Linked DNA regions of Callithrix jacchus: region 2 is linked to region 1. A link is a contact called in public Hi-C data. All regions are on one chromosome and are shown on one strand. The core of a region is the stretch at or near the end of the contact, and the rest is flanking DNA. Distances in the headings are between cores, read along the strand shown. Region 1 has its middle 160 kb from the start of TNFAIP3. Region 2 overlaps TNFAIP3 (TNF alpha induced protein 3).

Evidence for each region. A called contact is a pair of places that touch in the nucleus more often than the background predicts.
Region 2: a contact with region 1 is called in a Hi-C map of induced pluripotent stem cells, with 3 times the contacts expected there. The contact joins two enhancer-like sites. A contact is called at or near these places in 3 of 3 Hi-C or Micro-C datasets (induced pluripotent stem cells and skeletal muscle).

The regions. Positions count from the first base shown.
Region 1 is chr4:144,486,805-144,490,727 of calJac240_pri, forward strand. It overlaps the pseudogene LOC100387236. Among named protein-coding and RNA genes, the nearest start is that of TNFAIP3, 160 kb to the right of the region's middle. Within about 2 kb of position 2,032, at least 2 of the 16 cell types and tissues checked have an H3K27ac peak or open chromatin away from gene starts, as enhancers often do.
Region 2 is chr4:144,650,528-144,654,450 of calJac240_pri, forward strand. TNFAIP3 (TNF alpha induced protein 3) reads left to right here. Exons shown (of 9, transcript XM_035296840.3): 3 at 2,646-2,836; 4 at 3,490-3,637; 5 at 3,797-3,923. Among named protein-coding and RNA genes, the nearest start is that of TNFAIP3, 7.2 kb to the left of the region's middle. Within about 2 kb of position 2,139, at least 5 of the 16 cell types and tissues checked have an H3K27ac peak or open chromatin away from gene starts, as enhancers often do.

The DNA of each region.
Region 1 (3,923 bases), core at 782-3,281:
CAATCCCTCTGGATTCTTCTTGAAACACCATTCACCAAAAGTCGTTCACTGTTTTGCAGGCAGCCTCGTGTGGCAATGTAACTTTCTGGCCTTTGAATCGTTGACTTGGTTTCAAATTCAGGCACAATGACATTTGCATTGATGTAATCTGAAACGGGCTCATTGGGATCACTGTGGTGCAGGACAACTCTGGTGCCATCAAAGGGAAGGATGTTTTTCTATTTTTTTTTCTTGCCTTTGACCCTTTTTTTGGCTGTAGAGAAGTTTGCACTCCTGTTGGTCAGTGTCTCAAATTCTTCCCCAAAGCCTTGTTTGACATTACCTCTGGTCTCAGCTAATTTTCTTCAGCAGCATTTATATGAGTTGTGTTAAGGGGCTGCTTGAGTCATAGTCCTGGATTTCCACCATAGGATTCTTCTCATAATGTTTCACACGCTCTATCAAAGAGTCAATCCATTCTCCTCCACCAATGCCGTATTTCAGTTCCTGACAGCGAATCACGACATGATTCAGTCACTTTAGACTTGCTGTCATTGCTCTCCCCTTTGTCGTCACCGGTGGCACAGAAAGAACAAATTCTCCAGCGTGGCTCTGGCTCTCTCATACAAGAAAGCTACTAGGTTTTCCTTTTTCAGTTGATAATTTCTCTGTCTGCTTCCCAGAGAAGTGTTAGTGAAACGGCCTTTCAGAGGTAGGATCTGCACAGTTCAGAGGATATCGAAGCTCAGGAACATCTCCATTCTTCTCTTTTAATTGTCCATGATGTTCCATGTAATACTGGACCAACTCAGCCAAAGTGGCAAACTTCTCCCCTCCACACAGGCCATAGTAATCACCAGTGTCCTGAATCTTGATGTGGATGACAGCTGCATTTCTACTAGCAGAAAGCATGAAGTCTCCAGGGTTACTTTCATTAGGCCTTGCCAAAAAACTGCCATCAACTCCGCTTGTCAACAGTAGCTTTTCTGCCTCCACACCAGTGCTATTTGGGTGAAACCATTCTCTCCAAACCTCAGTTTCCTCCATTCTTTTCTTTCTATAAGTAAGAATAGTAGGCTGGGCACGGTGGCTCATACCCGAAATCCCAACACTTTGAGAGACTGCAGCAGGAGGATCACTTGAGCCCAGGAGCTCGAGGCCAGCCTGGGCAAAAAAGCAAGACCTCATCTCTACAAAAATGCAAAAACACTAACCAGGTGTAGAGGCTGTGGTGGGAGGATCACTTGAGCCCAGGAAGTCGAGGCTGCAGTGAGTCACGATCACGCCACTGCACTCCAGTCTCCTTTTGTTTTATTTTTAATGAAGAGGAATCTTTTTAAAATGGAAGTGGTTCGTCCTTGATGTCTCATTTTTCTTACTAATAAATAAACCCAGAGAACTATTTGCAATGGGCAGTATTTAGAACAGGCTTCAAAACAGAGAGGGCCTATTTGTTTCTGTTTGAAGCCACCCTTTGGGCAAAACATCTGGTAACCTCGGGTGGCCCATGAAGCAATCGGCGAGATCTGAAGTATGAGAAGAGTGCATTCTTTGAAATCCCTCTGACAAGCAGGCAGTCCCTCCTTCTCTCAAACCATCCTCAAAGGGAAGTGTGTCGGCTTGGGCAGTAAGGAGACGATGTGGGAATTCCCCTGTCCCTTTGGTTTACTTTACAGACAAACCTTATTAGGGTTAGAGATGGGTCATTCCCATCCACAGATTCCTTCACTTGAAATCAAGACTTCTTTGGAAATATAAATTTGGAGAATAGGTGAAAGTGAACTGTAGTTCCCCCAAAACAAATTTTTAAAAAATCAGGTAGTATTAAAAATTGCTGTTTTTAATACCAGTTACCAATAGATGGCAGCACGGGATTCGTCTTCGCCCATAAGCAGCTTCAACCCTGCTTTTCCTGGTGAACGTTCACGGACAACCTCAGCCCCTCTGACGCTCTTGGTGTCATCAGAGAGCAATTTGAGGTGTGCAATAAGATCTTTGGGTTACCCCCCTCTTCTCTAGGTGACCTCAAACCACAATCACCAATCAACTGTGGTACCATGACCTGGAAAAACAGCAAGGAAACTAAAAACAAAGCAAAACAAAGCAAAACAAAACAAAAATCCATCCTGTGAGCTTTGCAAGGGAGCACAAGATCATGCCACACAGGCAGTTAGCAAACTAACTTGGAGATGGGTTCTGTTCAGAAGAGTCAAAAAACAAAAAGAACAATTTTTGTAAATTGCATTTTTAAGCCACTGTGTCTTAAACACTGGAGCTTCAACATAAATACTTCTGTGCGATGTATTCTGACTTCAGCCCTGCTGTTCCTTCCAGTTCCAAAAACCTCCGATCTGTGAATAGAAAGTTTCAGCAGATAAGTTTCCAAGAGAATGAAACTATTTCTAGGTACTAGGCTAGTAGCTATATATGTTAAAACACAAAAATAAACAAACAAAAAGACCTTCATGCTAATCAAAATATTTTTTAACAGAAAGGAAACCAAAATCTATCAGACCCAACCCACTAGAACTGTTTTTTTTTTTTTCCAATGCACATAGCAATAGATTCATGTTTTGGAAACCAATTATGTAGGCCATAACAGCCATTGTAGAAAGAATAGCATAGCATAGCACAGCACAGCACAGCACAGCACAGCACAGCACAGCACAGCACAGCACAGCACAGCACAGCACAGATCAGAGTGCATCACATCCTACAGATTTGCAAGGTAAAATTTCTTGCTCTATGTTATAGGCCAAAGAAAACTTGCAAAACTCTACCATAAAGAACAGCGCCTGTCTTCAACATTTGTATCTTCGACAGCCCAATGCCTATAAGTTCCTCACCATCAAAATATCTAACTGGACAAACGGAATTTTTCGTGGGTTTGCGTGGCACCAAGCTCAAGTTGCAATCATTGAAACACAAATATGGAGAATTCGTTTATTTGTCATCATTTTCTGCATATCATGCTTTTCCTAGATAGTCCCGGTTTCTGACATTTTGTTCTACTCTTCCATAAGCACATTCATAGTGATGATGTTGTGCGTCCTGAATTTCAGTTTGGAAAACATAATGGTTAAATCAATGGATGTGGGATAAAAACTTCAATGGCTAAAGGGGCTGGGTGGGTAGAATAAATGAAGCAAACTGGAAATAGAAATGGATTAGAATGTATATTTTATAGAAGAGCTATACATTTTTCAAAAGTTAATAATAACATTAAAAAAGGAAAATGATACTGTGCTGGGTAGAAGAAATTAGGTCTTCTATGGACTGAATTTTATCCCTTCAAAATTCATAGGTTGAAGTCCTAGCTCCCCATGTGACTATATTTGAAGACAGGTCTTTAGGAGGTAATTTAAGATTAAATTGAGGGCATAAGGGCGGGGCCTTAATCTTATATGACTGCTGGCCTTACTAGGGGAGGAAGAGATCTCTCTCTCTCTTTCTCTGTGTGAACATGCACCAAGGAAAGGCATGTTACCACATTGCAAGATGGCAAATGTCTGCAAACCAGAAAGACAGCCCTCACCAGAGAAATGAATTAGCTGGCACTTTGATTTTTGAGTTCCCAGCCTCCAGAACTGTGAGAAATAGATTTCTGTTGTTTAAGCCATCAAGTTTAGGCTACGATCTTTTGTTACAGCAGCCTAAGCAGACTAATGTGAGGCCTTAGGCCTGGGTATGCCCAGGACCCTCCAGGGGGCAACTTTAGGATGAACGCAGCACTGCAGATTGGATGAAGCAGTGGGATAAATATTTCATTGGGATAAATATCTGAAGTCATTTAAGTATCAATCCTCATCAGGGCTCTGAAGTTCCAGAGCAACCTGTAACAGGATATTCATTCATTGAACAAATATTTCAAGAGTACAAGATTAAAACTAGTTTGACTGTGAGTCAAGTGGGCGAAAGAACAGTGACTTGGAGAGCATAGAAAG
Region 2 (3,923 bases), core at 889-3,388, 160 kb after region 1:
GCCAATGGCCTTTACCAGGAGTAGCTATTTCCTATTCCAAGCTTTACTGCTTTATTTTTTAATCATTTCCCTTGGATAAGAATCTGTGCATCAACAGGAGTGTCTGTTGCATACAGTTTCATGCAGGCACAAAATTCTACTCTATGGATGTGGATAATTATTACAATAAGCAAGTGGACTGTACAAGATCAATTAAATGCTCATAGACTACATAAGACCAGGAATCTCAGATACTTAAATCTGTGACAGTCCCAAACCATCCTAATAAAAGTAAGATGTCCAAGAGCAGAAAATCATTGTTGACAATGATTACGATAAGAACACTGACTTAATTAACTTAATTGGTACATTAACTTTGGCTTTTTTTGACTTGGGTAACTTAGAGTGATTGGTGGATGTGGGTTTTTAAATTTTGATTCTGGGGGGTCTTGTACATTGCTTCAACAGCTTGCCTAGATTTATGAAACACTGATTCTTAGAAACATAGGTAGAAAGAAAACTAGGGATAGCTACTGTCTGCATTATTCTTGGCATTAAATTAAGTGATACATAGAGGTAGGTAATTATGTAAAGTCATCATGGGGTTTATGTGCCTGACAATTTGTGGTTTTAATCCTCTCCCATTTTGTTACTAAAAAGAGATAGAGTAAACTTTGGGGGAGTTGGAAAGAAAGATTCTGCTGAATTAAAAATGTGGTAGGAAGGGGGAAACCTTATTAAGAAAATTAACTGACTTTTTGCCTTGTTTCCTTAAGATAGGAAATGCTCGATTTCCACTAGGAAAAAAAAAGGGACTATAAATAGGAAACACTTATTTTGCAAACATGTCATTGAAATCAACAAGGAGTCACACTACAAATAAAACTACAAAAGCCAGGTGCATTTTGGTAACGTTTTTTGGGAAATCATTTTTAGACTCAGAATCCTTTTGTTTCTTCACTTTCTAGAAAACTCCTTAAGAGTCTAAATGTGGAAGAAAGGATATCGGGAGGGAGGAATACAAATGACTTTTTTTTCTTTGATTTTGATTAGCACCTTTTAAAAAAATAATAATAATCTTTCCGTTGATAGGAGGGTTATTCAAAGGCAATATCTGGGGAGGGGGTGATTCACAAGTTTGCATTTGAGGATATGAGACTGTGGTGAATGAGGAAGGGAGTAGGTGGCATAAAATTGAAACTTCATGTGAAAAATTCCAGCGTCTATTGGCTGCAGCGATTTCACTTGTATAATGAGTAGCCCTATTCCAGCTCACCCTGACCACACCCACTTGGAAAGTCCAGGGTGCACCTCGCAGTTTAAATGTCTACACACCAGAACAAAAAGTACAATAGCTGTTGCTCAATTGCTAGTCAAATAACTTAGCACTGGGGAATTCCAGATGTTACTTAGGGAATTTTATACTGGTGCATCTCAATAAAGAACTGAAAGTAAGCACAAGAAGAAGAAAAAAAGCCTTATCTTTGCTCTAGATTTTGCAAAGGGGAAATTTCAACAGAATGCAATCATTGCTACACGTCTGCCAAGGCACAAGGCTTGGGCGATCTTTTTTGTCCATTTGTTTGAATACTTACTTAGCTAGTTTTTCTAAATGTGTAACTTGAAGGAATACTGGCTGTGGATACATATTTGAGGGTTTTATTGGTCTCTTTATAGTTTGACTGTAATTATAATTTGATAACATTTCAAATAGCATTATTGCCCTACTTATAGAGTAATATGAGAAACAGTTTAACTTTTCTTTATAAAGATTATTTTGTATTTGCCAAAAGATACCAAGGAGTTAACTTTTTTGTTTTAAACGTTTCCCCAAAAGATTTATTGTTTGGAGGTTGAAAAAAATGCAGCCCATTGAATTGTGAGTTTTAAACTGGAAGGGTCACAAATGAATGGCATACAATTCAACCTGCTTTTTTTCTTTCTCAAAATGTCAGCCCTAAATACTGAATTATTTTCAAATGTAGACACCCAGGTGCTTTTTAACTTTTGTACTTTACAGTTACTAACAAGCAGGTTTGCATAACGCGTTTTTGAGAGCTGGACTGGCAGGCCATAGGTAATTCAGTGTTGCCAACCTCACTTTACACACCAGGAGAGGAAACTCCCAGGGCCCAAAGGCTAAAGGGGAATGGTCAAGTCATTTGCCATTGAGTCATAGCCATACCATCCCAGTCTAGCAAGCCATGCCCGCTTCCTGGTTTGTGCATGTTGCTCTGTGTGATCTTCCTTAGGATTAGAGAGCAGCAATGCCAGTGCCTTCACCAGCAAATCAGGGGATAGTAGAAAGGGATGGGGCTTTAGAGATCATCACTCAGTGCCCTCATTTCACAAAGAGGAAAAATGCCCAGAGAACCTAAGGAATTTCCCCCAGGTCACCTAAATGAGTTAGGAGCAGAGTTAAGCTAGAACCAAGGTCCCCTGGCTCCTTTGCTGTTGGTGTCATTCATTAAAAAGAAAAATGAAAAGAACTGTTTTTTCCTTAAAGCTGTCATTATCTTGTGAAATACCAATTTGTACTTGACTAGGAAATTAAACCACTCAATGACCTAGCACAGTAGCAGGGCTGGTTTATTCTGAAAACCTTTGCTGGACCTTAAATGCAGATAACTTGATTTTCCTTCTCTTCTCCTCCTTTCTGTCCTCAGGTGATGGCAATTGCCTCATGCATGCCACTTCTCAGTACATGTGGGGTGTTCAGGACACAGACTTGGTACTGAGGAAGGCGCTGTTCAGCACGCTCAAGGAAACAGACACACGCAACTTTAAATTCCGCTGGCAACTGGAGTCTCTCAAATCTCAGGAATTTGTGGAAACGGGGCTTTGCTATGACACTCGGGTATGTATTGCCCCCTAATTATCTATTGACAGAACTCCATGGTGGGCATAGGGTACCCCTGGGTGAGTCCCTGCCCTCTGGTAGCATCTAATGGCCCAGGTCATATGAATTTGCCTAAGTGAAGCATACTCAATGGAAAACACCAGAAACCTATGGGACTAACCCAAGGCTTTTGCCACTGCTTTTGGTTAGCAGATTCCCAGCTGTGGATCTGTTCCCTCTAGCAGCAGGTCTTCTGCTCATGGCCTTTTCCATTGGTGTTTTGTTGTTTTTCAGTTTGATTGCCCTTAGCTTTGCTGAGCCAGCCAATAACATTACAACACATGCCTCACCATCCTCAGTCACAAGTTTGGAATTTTTGTGAACATTTGGATGAGGGGCTGCAATGTGATACCTCATCAGGGATTTTTTTTTGTAAGCAGGTGCTGTCCCTGTCCTCCCCAACTTTTGAGTTTGCCTTGTAGTAGAAAAGAGTAAAGAAAGAAAACCAAAATGGGGCAAAAAGGATGATCATTTGAATGATGGTTTCATGAAAGGGGAAAAATAAGCTGAGTTATATAAGTGAATAATTGCGGAGTGATGTTAGAATGACTTTAGCATAGGAGTACAGGGTACATTCAAGCTTTTTGTCCTCTTTCACCTCCTCCCCTTAGAACTGGAATGATGAATGGGACACCCTTATCAAAATGGCTTCCACAGACACACCCGTGGCCCGAAGTGGGCTTCAGTACAACTCACTGGAAGAAATACACATATTTGTCCTTTGCAACATCCTCAGAAGGCCAATCATTGTCATTTCAGGTGAGATGCCTGCAGATCATGTATCTGTACTTAAATGCTTTCAGCTTTAATGCCTTGGCTCTTAGAGAAAACCACTGCCAAAGTTCAAGTAACAGAGTTAAATGGAATTTGATGGAAGTCACCTTAAGGGCCTCATTTTTCTTTTCTTTCCTTGAACAGACAAAATGCTAAGAAGTTTGGAATCAGGTTCCAATTTTGCCCCTTTGAAAGTGGGTGGAATTTACCTGCCTCTCCACTGGCCTGCTCAGGAATGTTATAGGTACCCCATTGTTCTCGGCTATGACAG